Linked DNA regions of Mus musculus: region 2 is linked to region 1. The links are chromatin contacts, called in public promoter capture Hi-C maps. All regions are on one chromosome and are shown on one strand. The core of a region is the stretch at or near the end of the contact, and the rest is flanking DNA. Distances in the headings are between cores, read along the strand shown.

Region 1 (4,140 bases), core at 1,183-3,682:
TGGCCTGCTCTCTGGGTCCTACCTCTCTACCTTCTGAGTGGAGGTTTATCCAAAGACTCAGGTTTGGGGGGACTTTTATCTCGCCTAGATTTTTGCATGGTGCTGGGTGAATAGAATCCTGTTGGGACCTTTCATACTCTACTACCACTGAGTCAGCTATATCTATACATACATACATATATACATACATACATACATACATACATACACACACACACACACACACACACATTAACATTTAGGGATGAACTAATATTTATGAACAAAAAATGTCATGACGAAATCCATTATACTGAATGTTATCTAAGGAAATTTCCAGGGTTAAATCACTTGTTGTTAGGAATGCACAGTCCTGAGTTTAGACACCCCCCACCCCCAATTTTTTTTTAAAGGTATATTTTAAAATGATCCCACTGGGGCTGGTGAGATGGCTCAGTGGGTAAGAGCATCCAACGGCTCAGTGGGTAAGAGCACCCAACTGCTCTTCCGAAGGTCTGGAGTTCAAATCCCAGCAACCATATGGTGGCTCACAACCATCTGTAACAAGATCTGACGCCCTCTTCTGGAGTGTCTGAAGACAACTACAGTGTACTTACATATAATAAATAAATCTTTAAAAAAATAAATAAATAAAAATATCCCACCATCTTTTCTGCTAGTACAAGAGCAGCCAGTCAGAGGGTCCAGTTAATTATTAATTACTAGAGTAAAATTTCGGTTAACCAAATTCGTTTCTCTTATCCTTGACCCTCTAGCTCTTCGGTTAGCTTTTTTGTTTTTTTCCAGGGCCTTCAGCAAGAGACAAGTGCTCCTCCACCAAGCTTTGCCCCAACATTTCCTAGATCCAGCAGCAGGTAGAAGACACCTCCTACACTGAAGACATCTGTGCTCCACGCTGATGGCAATGCTGAGGTTAGCCTGCAGTCTAGCAAATAAGTAGACAGCCCTGAAAGCAGCTTCTAAATGGAAAATTATGCCATCTGCTGGCACTAGGGGCACGCACTACAAACACACATGCTCTACACACATGCTCTAAAAACACACATCACTTACAAAGGCTATCCCCACCCGTTCATTCCTAACCCAGCACTTTTCCCACCTCCAAAATCAAAAATTGAGGGAGGCAGAGGCAGAGGCAGGCGGATTTCTGAGTTTGAGGCCAGCCTGGTCTACAAAGTGAGTTCCAGGACAGCCAGGGCTACACAGAGAAACCCTGTCTCGAAAAAACAAAAAAAAACAAACAAAAAAAAAATCAAAAATTGAACCCATAAATCAGAAAAATCAAGATGACAGACATTAACTTAAAAGCTCAGAAAAAAGGGGACACACACTTCCTAGCGCTCCACACACCCAAGCACCGCTGCACACACCCGAGCATCACTGCACACACCCGAGCATCGCTGCACACACCCGAGCATCACAACACGCACCTGAGCACCGTGGCACACACAGCCTAGCAGCCTCTTGGTTCTACCATTTACAAGCCTGAGTACTGGGCTGACTCTGTACAGACAATGAGCTTCAGACCTTGGCTCCAGATGCTAGCTATAAGAATGAATGACTTAAACTGTGTACACTTGTTTGGGGTTTGGAAGGAGCACTGAGCTCACAAACCCAGAACTGCTAAGTGACATCCATATTCCCAAAGGTTGAGAGAAATGCTAACTGCTTCTGCTGGAGAAAACGGCCATTTGGGCAAATTGCAAACTAACTGTATAACCTCACCAAAAAAATGGGGTGCTCATTCCAAGCTAGGATGTTAGGTCTCCCTGCTACTGAAGACACCACTCACTGCCCCCGAACATATTCCAAAGAGCCCAAATATTTAGGTTCTCAAATACACACAAGAGCCTTATATTGCTCCGTCCTGTGTCCCGGATCTCTATTTCAGACTAGAAGGCCAACGTATCACCGGTCAAACTCAGAGGGGTTTCCAGAAGAGTGATAAGGACACCCGCTTATGTTAATGACTACTACGGTTCATAAAGAAGCAATAACCCTTCAGCCCGTTTTTTCTACTCTTACCCTAATTTACTGGGTTCTTCGGGGACTGAATTCCTTACCAGCCTCTGTGCAGAGCATCTCAGTAGCAGACCCTTGTAAGCAAGAATAGTTCTCGGGATGAAAAACTGCAGGCATTGATGAGGCGTTCCCAGAATTCGATGCTTCCTCAGAACTAGGCAAACTGTGGGGACCAGGAAGACCCACACTCATGTCAGTGTGATGGCGAGGGAAGGGATTTCTGAAAAGGTTTTAGGCAACAACCAAAAAACTCAGTGTCTAGAAGGAAAGATCATAGAAAGAAGAGTTAAATGTCTAATGCAAAATTATCAAGAAGTCAGAAGGAAGTGAGCCGCAGCCTTCCCACAGAAAGAGCAAGACACCAACCAAATCAGCCTATCTGAAGGCCAACGGCTCAAGGCGATAGATTTAAAGGGTAGGTCCTGCTCCTCCCCCCTCAAGCCTCCTACCCTACCCACCCCCTATTCTCCCAGGCACCCAGGCGGCACCCACGCCCCACCAGCCCTGTGAATTCACAGTTAATCCCACCTGCAGGGTCCACCATGGACATTGTAATGCAAAAGAAGCTGTAAGGTGACCCAGACTGGGAGGGAGGGAAAGCTTAGGGGGCATCCTCTGATCTAAAGACATCCCCCCCCCCCAAAAAGAGGCTTTACCTCATTTCACTTTATTCATCTTTTAACCACGGCTGCACCTCCAGACCCTGGCGATCTCTAGTGGGAAGTTTCAGGTCAAGTGGGGGATCTGAGTTTCCTCTTCCATTCTTTCTACAGACATGAAAGAGTCAGACCTTGCTGCCAAAGTCTCTGTTTATACACGGCTTTCCTTTCAGCACTCAGCGTTTCTTGCTTGCTCTTCACATTGGGAAACCTGGGGAAATCTTCCCTCCAAAAGTGCGGCTTTTTAACGCAAGTCTGAAGAAAGAGCCTGTGTCCTGCTTAAGACTCGGGCTACCTTAGTAAGTTGGTCCATGCTTTGGTTTTGAGACAGGTTTTTCTCTGTTGCCTTGAGTAGCTTATACTCAGTATGTAGACCAGGCTTGTCTACCACCATGCCCAATTTAAGGAGTGTTTAAATTAATGTAGAGGCCTTCTGTTTTGTTTTGAGACAAGTTCTCACTGTAAAACCTAGGCTGGCTTCAGACTTACTGCAATCCCAAGTGCCTCAGCCGTCTAAGCAATGGAAGAAGAAATTTATCGTATTTCAAATTTGGTTTTGGTCATTTCTTTGAGATAGAGTTTCACGTACCCGAGACTGGCCTCACAGTCTATTGCTCTAGCTGGTCCCAAACTCCTGATCTTCCTATTTCCACATCCCAAGTTCAAAGTTTGCCGATCAGTCCTTGTGCTCACAGATAAGTGAGTGAAAGCACTCTAACCCAGCTTAAGTCGGCTTCTGTGTATAAGCAGAGAGGGAAGGGCCGTCCTCTCGTAACATCTCCCATGTGAAGACTCTACCACAGTGAGTATTGGTAGGAGTGGTTCTTCCTGGGTTTTATTCTACAAAAGACTAAGCTTGAATGGCTCTTTTTGGTTTGGGGTTTTTTTTGGGGGGGGCGGGGCGGAGCGCGGGGGTTGGTGGTGTTTGTTTGAGTTTTGTTATTATTCTAGGCAGGGTTTCTCTGTGTAGCCCTGGCTGTCCTGGGACTTGCTCTGTAGAACAAGCTGGCTTCCAACTCACAGAGAGCCAACTGCCTCTGCCTCCCATGTGCTGGCATTAAAGGCCTGTATGTGCCACCACTGCCGCCATGGCCACCACAGCCACCATACTACTACTGTCTCCACTGCCACCACTGTCTCCACTGCTACCACTGCACCACACCATCATTGCCACCACTGTGCCATGCCACCAATGCCACCACTGTGCCACAGCACCACTGCCACCATCGTCACCACTGTCTGCCTCTGCTGCCACCCCTGCCACCATTACCACCACTTCCCTTCTTCCACTGCCACCAATGCTACCAATACTACCACTGTCAGCACTGCCACCAAGCCACCATTGTTACCACTGCCTCTGCGGCCACCACGGCTGCCACTACCACCGTTGCTACCACTGTGCCACCATGGCTACCACTGCTGCCCCACTACCATTGCCACTAAAGCCTGCAATGCCTCC
Region 2 (4,140 bases), core at 1,187-3,686, 190 kb after region 1:
GGGATGATGGGATTGTGGGTACTACTGAAGGGGATTGTGGGTACTACTGAAGGGGATTGTGGGTACTACTGAAGGGGATTGTGGGTACTACTGAAGGGGATTGTGGGTACTACTGAAGGGGATTGTGGGTACTACTGAAGTTGATTCCACGTTTCACACCTTGCCAGTGTAGCTCTCTGTTCTAGAACAGATTTGTTTGTTTGGTTGGTTTGGTTGTATTTTGAGACAGGGTTTCTCTGTGTAGCCCTGGCTGTCTTGGAAGTCACTCTGTAGACCAGGCCAGCTTTGAACTCAGAGATCCTCCTGCCTGTGCTGAGTGTTGGGATTAAAGGCATGTGCCACCACCACCTGGCAAAATGTGTATAGCCCAGGCTGGCCTCAAACCCATGATCTCCCTGCCTCTGTCAGCAAATCCTACTAGCATGGGCCACTACAACCAGCTCTAGAATAGATTCTTGACTGTTTGTGTCTCATGAATCCCTGGCTGGCCCCGAACTCCATCTGCTTGCCTCTACTCCCTGAGTGCTGGGATTCAGGCATGTGTCATCTTGCCTGGCCCTAAAACAGATTCTCAGTACTGCTTTATGTAATCCTGGCAAGAACCCCAATTGAACCCATAAGGAAGACTTCACCTACCTCCGCGTTGACCACTGACCCCTAGGGGTAGCCAGTCTGTCAAAAAGAAAGAAAATGGATATAACTCCAACTTTCTCCACCACAACACTTTTATGAGATGAACCAGAATACAATGGAGATATTGTTGCATATCGTCTTTGTGATTTGTCTTTGTCCCTATATATTTCCACACAAGAGCACAAGGCTATGCACAAAACTAACCAAGCATTAGAAACCACGCAACAAAGACAAGTTATGGAGCACAAAGCCCACTGTTGCTCTGCCCTGACTCAGGTCCCCCTCTTGATCTCATTCCCAAGAAGGGCCACAGAGGAACCCGGCAGGCTCTTTAGCGTGTCCTGCCCGGGCCCACAGCCCCTGAATCAGCTGCACCACTGGGCAAGCCAATTGTGGGATTGCATCTGGCAGAAAGAGGAGGGGGAATACAGTAGCGTTTCTTCAGCATCCAAGATTGCTTTCTATAGCCAATCCTTTAGCTGGATTCTATGCTACCTGCGACGACTGCACTCCTTTTGTGCGTACACGTAGCATATACTTCCATCATGTATGTAAATCTTTGTGCGTCCGCCGGAGCAAGTGTTAGGTGGTCTTTCCCTCAAGGGGCTTAAGGGGATCCAGTTTCCCGTATGGTGGTCTCTGTAGGTGTATGTAACTTCTTGTTCCTTTGGTATTTGCTGAGTCATATATCAATATGCAACTCTTTTCTAGGGATTAATAAGTGCTTGTATTGTAATTTCACATCATCTTAACCACCCTTAAGTCCGAGGCTAGCTCTCACCACCTGCAAACTCTCACCTTTGTGTCAACACAAGACATCTCTTGCCACGCCCCTTCAGTCTCAACCTCCCATCTAACCCATAGCCCAATGCCACGCCCCTTCACTCTCAGCCCCACCCCCATCTAACCCATAGATAACCCCATGGGCATGGAGAACCAAGAATCTGATGTGTTAGGGAAAGAAGAGTCAAGACAGAAAGACTCACCAGAGGGGATGCTGATTGCCAAGACAAGCAGCAAGGCCTTCTGCCCCAAGAACAGCATATCTAGGAGATGGGTGGAGGATGGGAGAGAAGCAGAGACCATGATGCCGAGAGATAGCAACATCTCACGTCTGGCTTGCATCCCCCTCTCCCATTTTCACTCCGGAAACCTTGCTTTCTTTGTACAGCTCAAACCCTTCCTTTTCTCTCATCCGACATTCATGTCCCTCTGACTGTCACGACCATCATTCTACAGAAAATATCTTTTTAAATTTGAGTTGTTTAGTTATGCTACCCAGGCTGGTCTTGAACTCCTGGACTCGCTTCACTTCCCCCACCCTCCACCCCTGCCACCCCACCGCCACCCCACTCTTCTCAATCCACCACCTTTTAGCTTGGAATGCAGGCATGTAACAAGGAGGGAGGACCTTTGGTATTCTAATTAAGGCATCCTTGGCCCTGCCCCATAGCCTCTTTCACTCCTAATATCTAAGCTACCTTTGGTGCATCTGTGTCTTTTCCAATATCATCTGCTGATCTCGGTGTTCCTTCTCCTTTGAGTTCCCCACATAATGGAGAGGGCTCAATTCTAAGTTAGGGACATTCTCCACCCTTTAGCACACACATGCACACACAGACATTCTCAATGTATAGTTTTGTAAACAACTCACTGTCTACAGAGCTGCGATCTGTCTGCCGGTGGCCTCTGGCTGCTGAGTGTGTCCGTCCTTCTCACGCTTCTCTGCTGTTCTACTTGGGCTGGAGAATAAGATGAACACAGCCACACCCTTGGAAAGACTTCACATTTGGCCTATTCTAAAACAATGAAGGGGGGGGGCAGAGCAAAGAGGGAGAGAGGGAGGAAGGAAGGGAGGGAGGGGAAGAGAGAGAGAGAGAGAGAGAGAGAGAGAGAGAGAGAGAGAGAGAGAGAGAGGCGTAGAAAGCAGTGTTACAATAAGGCTGGAATGAGAAGGGAGATGGGAATTTGCAGTCACTCACACCCTCATTCCAAAGGTTATGACCACACTGGAGAGGGAGCTCACTGCTCCCTCGAAGGGCCAGGGCCGGCCCAACATCTGCTCTCCTTTCATCAGTCCACTTTCCCTGTCACTGCTGGGCTCAGCTTGCCTTTCTGCCTCGGGTTCCTGTCCCCCCCAAGCATGCTCCCCCTAATCTCACTGGACTCTGTCTCTGTCTCTCTGTCTGTCTGTCTCTCTCTCTCTCTGGCATTCTTCTCTATTTGAATCATTACTCGTTTCCCTCTCTTCCCCTTTCTTCCCTCTTCCCCTGTGTCCACCCCTCCCTGCTTCCTCCTTTCCTTTGTATGAGTTAGGGTTGCCCAGGTTGGACAGGCTGACTGCAAACTCCCTATGCTGCTGGTGGTGTAAGGATGTGCTTGCATGTCTGATCCTCCTGCCTCTATTTCCCAGGCATGGGGCGCTTTGCCTAGTTTGTGGAGTGCTGGGGATTAAACCCAGGGCTCCATGCCGGCCAAACCAGCATCCTAATGAGATACATTGCAAGCCTCTGTCTTCCTGGCTGGCCTGGAGCTGGTCATATAGCCCAGGCTAGCCTCCAACTGTGGTTATCTTGAGCTTTCCATGTAGTGGGATTATAGGCTTACACTACCAAGTCCCTGGTCTTCGTGGGTTTGATATTTTATTTAGCACCTAATTTACAAGTTTCTACTAATACAACTTCGTGTTTAAAAGATTAAGAATCTTCCTTTTTACATTTGAACCATCCTAACACTAAACATCTTCTAAAAACAAAACAAAACAAAACAAAACTTTCACTTGAAAAACAACAATGAGAAGACAGCTGAAACAAACCAGAACTTCCTTTCATACAGGTAACATGAGGGCCTAATTCACTTTTCCTTTTAAAAGCTTCTGAAGACAGCAGGGTCTTTAATCTCAGCACTTGGGAAGCAGAGGCAGTTGGATTTCTGAGTTCAAAGCCAGCGTGGTCTACAGAGTGAGCTCCGGGACAGCCAGGGCTACACAGAGAAACCCTGTCTCAAAAACAAAACAAAACAAAACAAACAAAAAAGAGGGGTGGGGGGTGGGGGAAGGCCTTGGACTGAGCATGGCAAAGTGGCAGCACTCAGGAGGCAGAGGCAGGAGGATGTGAGGCCACCTTGGTCTGCTGTTGAAGTTTGGTCTGTTGCCGTGTATTGTAAATCTAAATTCTGTACCAAAAGGTTTAGGCCTATGAGTGGTGGCTTCTCCGGTTCACAAGCTTTTGTTGCGCAAACCTTGCTCCTTAATTTAAGACTTTTGGTTAAATAAAATTGGCTACAGTCAATTACTGGAGGGATTACAGGTAGGTGGGTTTGGGGTTACCTGGTTCGAGAAGAGAGGAGAGGCGAGGAGGAGAAGGAGGAGGAAGGACTGGGAGAGAGAAGGAGAGGGGAGATGGAACATGAGCACTTGGCCAGGAGAAACAGCAAGTATTTGGGGTACACCACTAGGGAGGTAGCCAGGTCTACCTAGTTAGAAGTGTCTTCCATGGTGGCCTTGTT

What was found. Capture Hi-C pulls out chosen DNA fragments and counts their contacts.
Region 2: a promoter capture Hi-C map of adipose tissue shows a contact between it and region 1. The contact joins the promoter of Mfap5 here to the promoter of Nanog in region 1. A contact is called at or near these places in 1 of 39 promoter capture datasets (embryonic stem cells), 1 of 115 datasets of contacts at active chromatin or transcription factors (embryonic stem cells) and 3 of 9 other capture datasets (adipose tissue, liver and pancreatic islet).

The regions. Positions count from the first base shown.
Region 1 is chr6:122,705,857-122,709,996 of GRCm38.p6, reverse strand. Nanog (Nanog homeobox) reads right to left here and starts at 2,432. Exons shown (of 4, transcript NM_028016.3): 1 at 2,064-2,432. The coding sequence starts at 2,214. RefSeq lists promoters at 2,292-2,482, 2,398-2,624, 2,287-2,692, 2,355-2,736, 2,218-4,140, cis regulatory regions at 2,541-2,548, 2,634-2,639 and an enhancer at 2,559-2,596.
Region 2 is chr6:122,511,880-122,516,019 of GRCm38.p6, reverse strand. Mfap5 (microfibrillar associated protein 5) reads right to left here and starts at 2,436. Exons shown (of 10, transcript NM_015776.3): 1 at 2,288-2,436; 2 at 1,620-1,679; 3 at 637-672. The coding sequence starts at 1,677.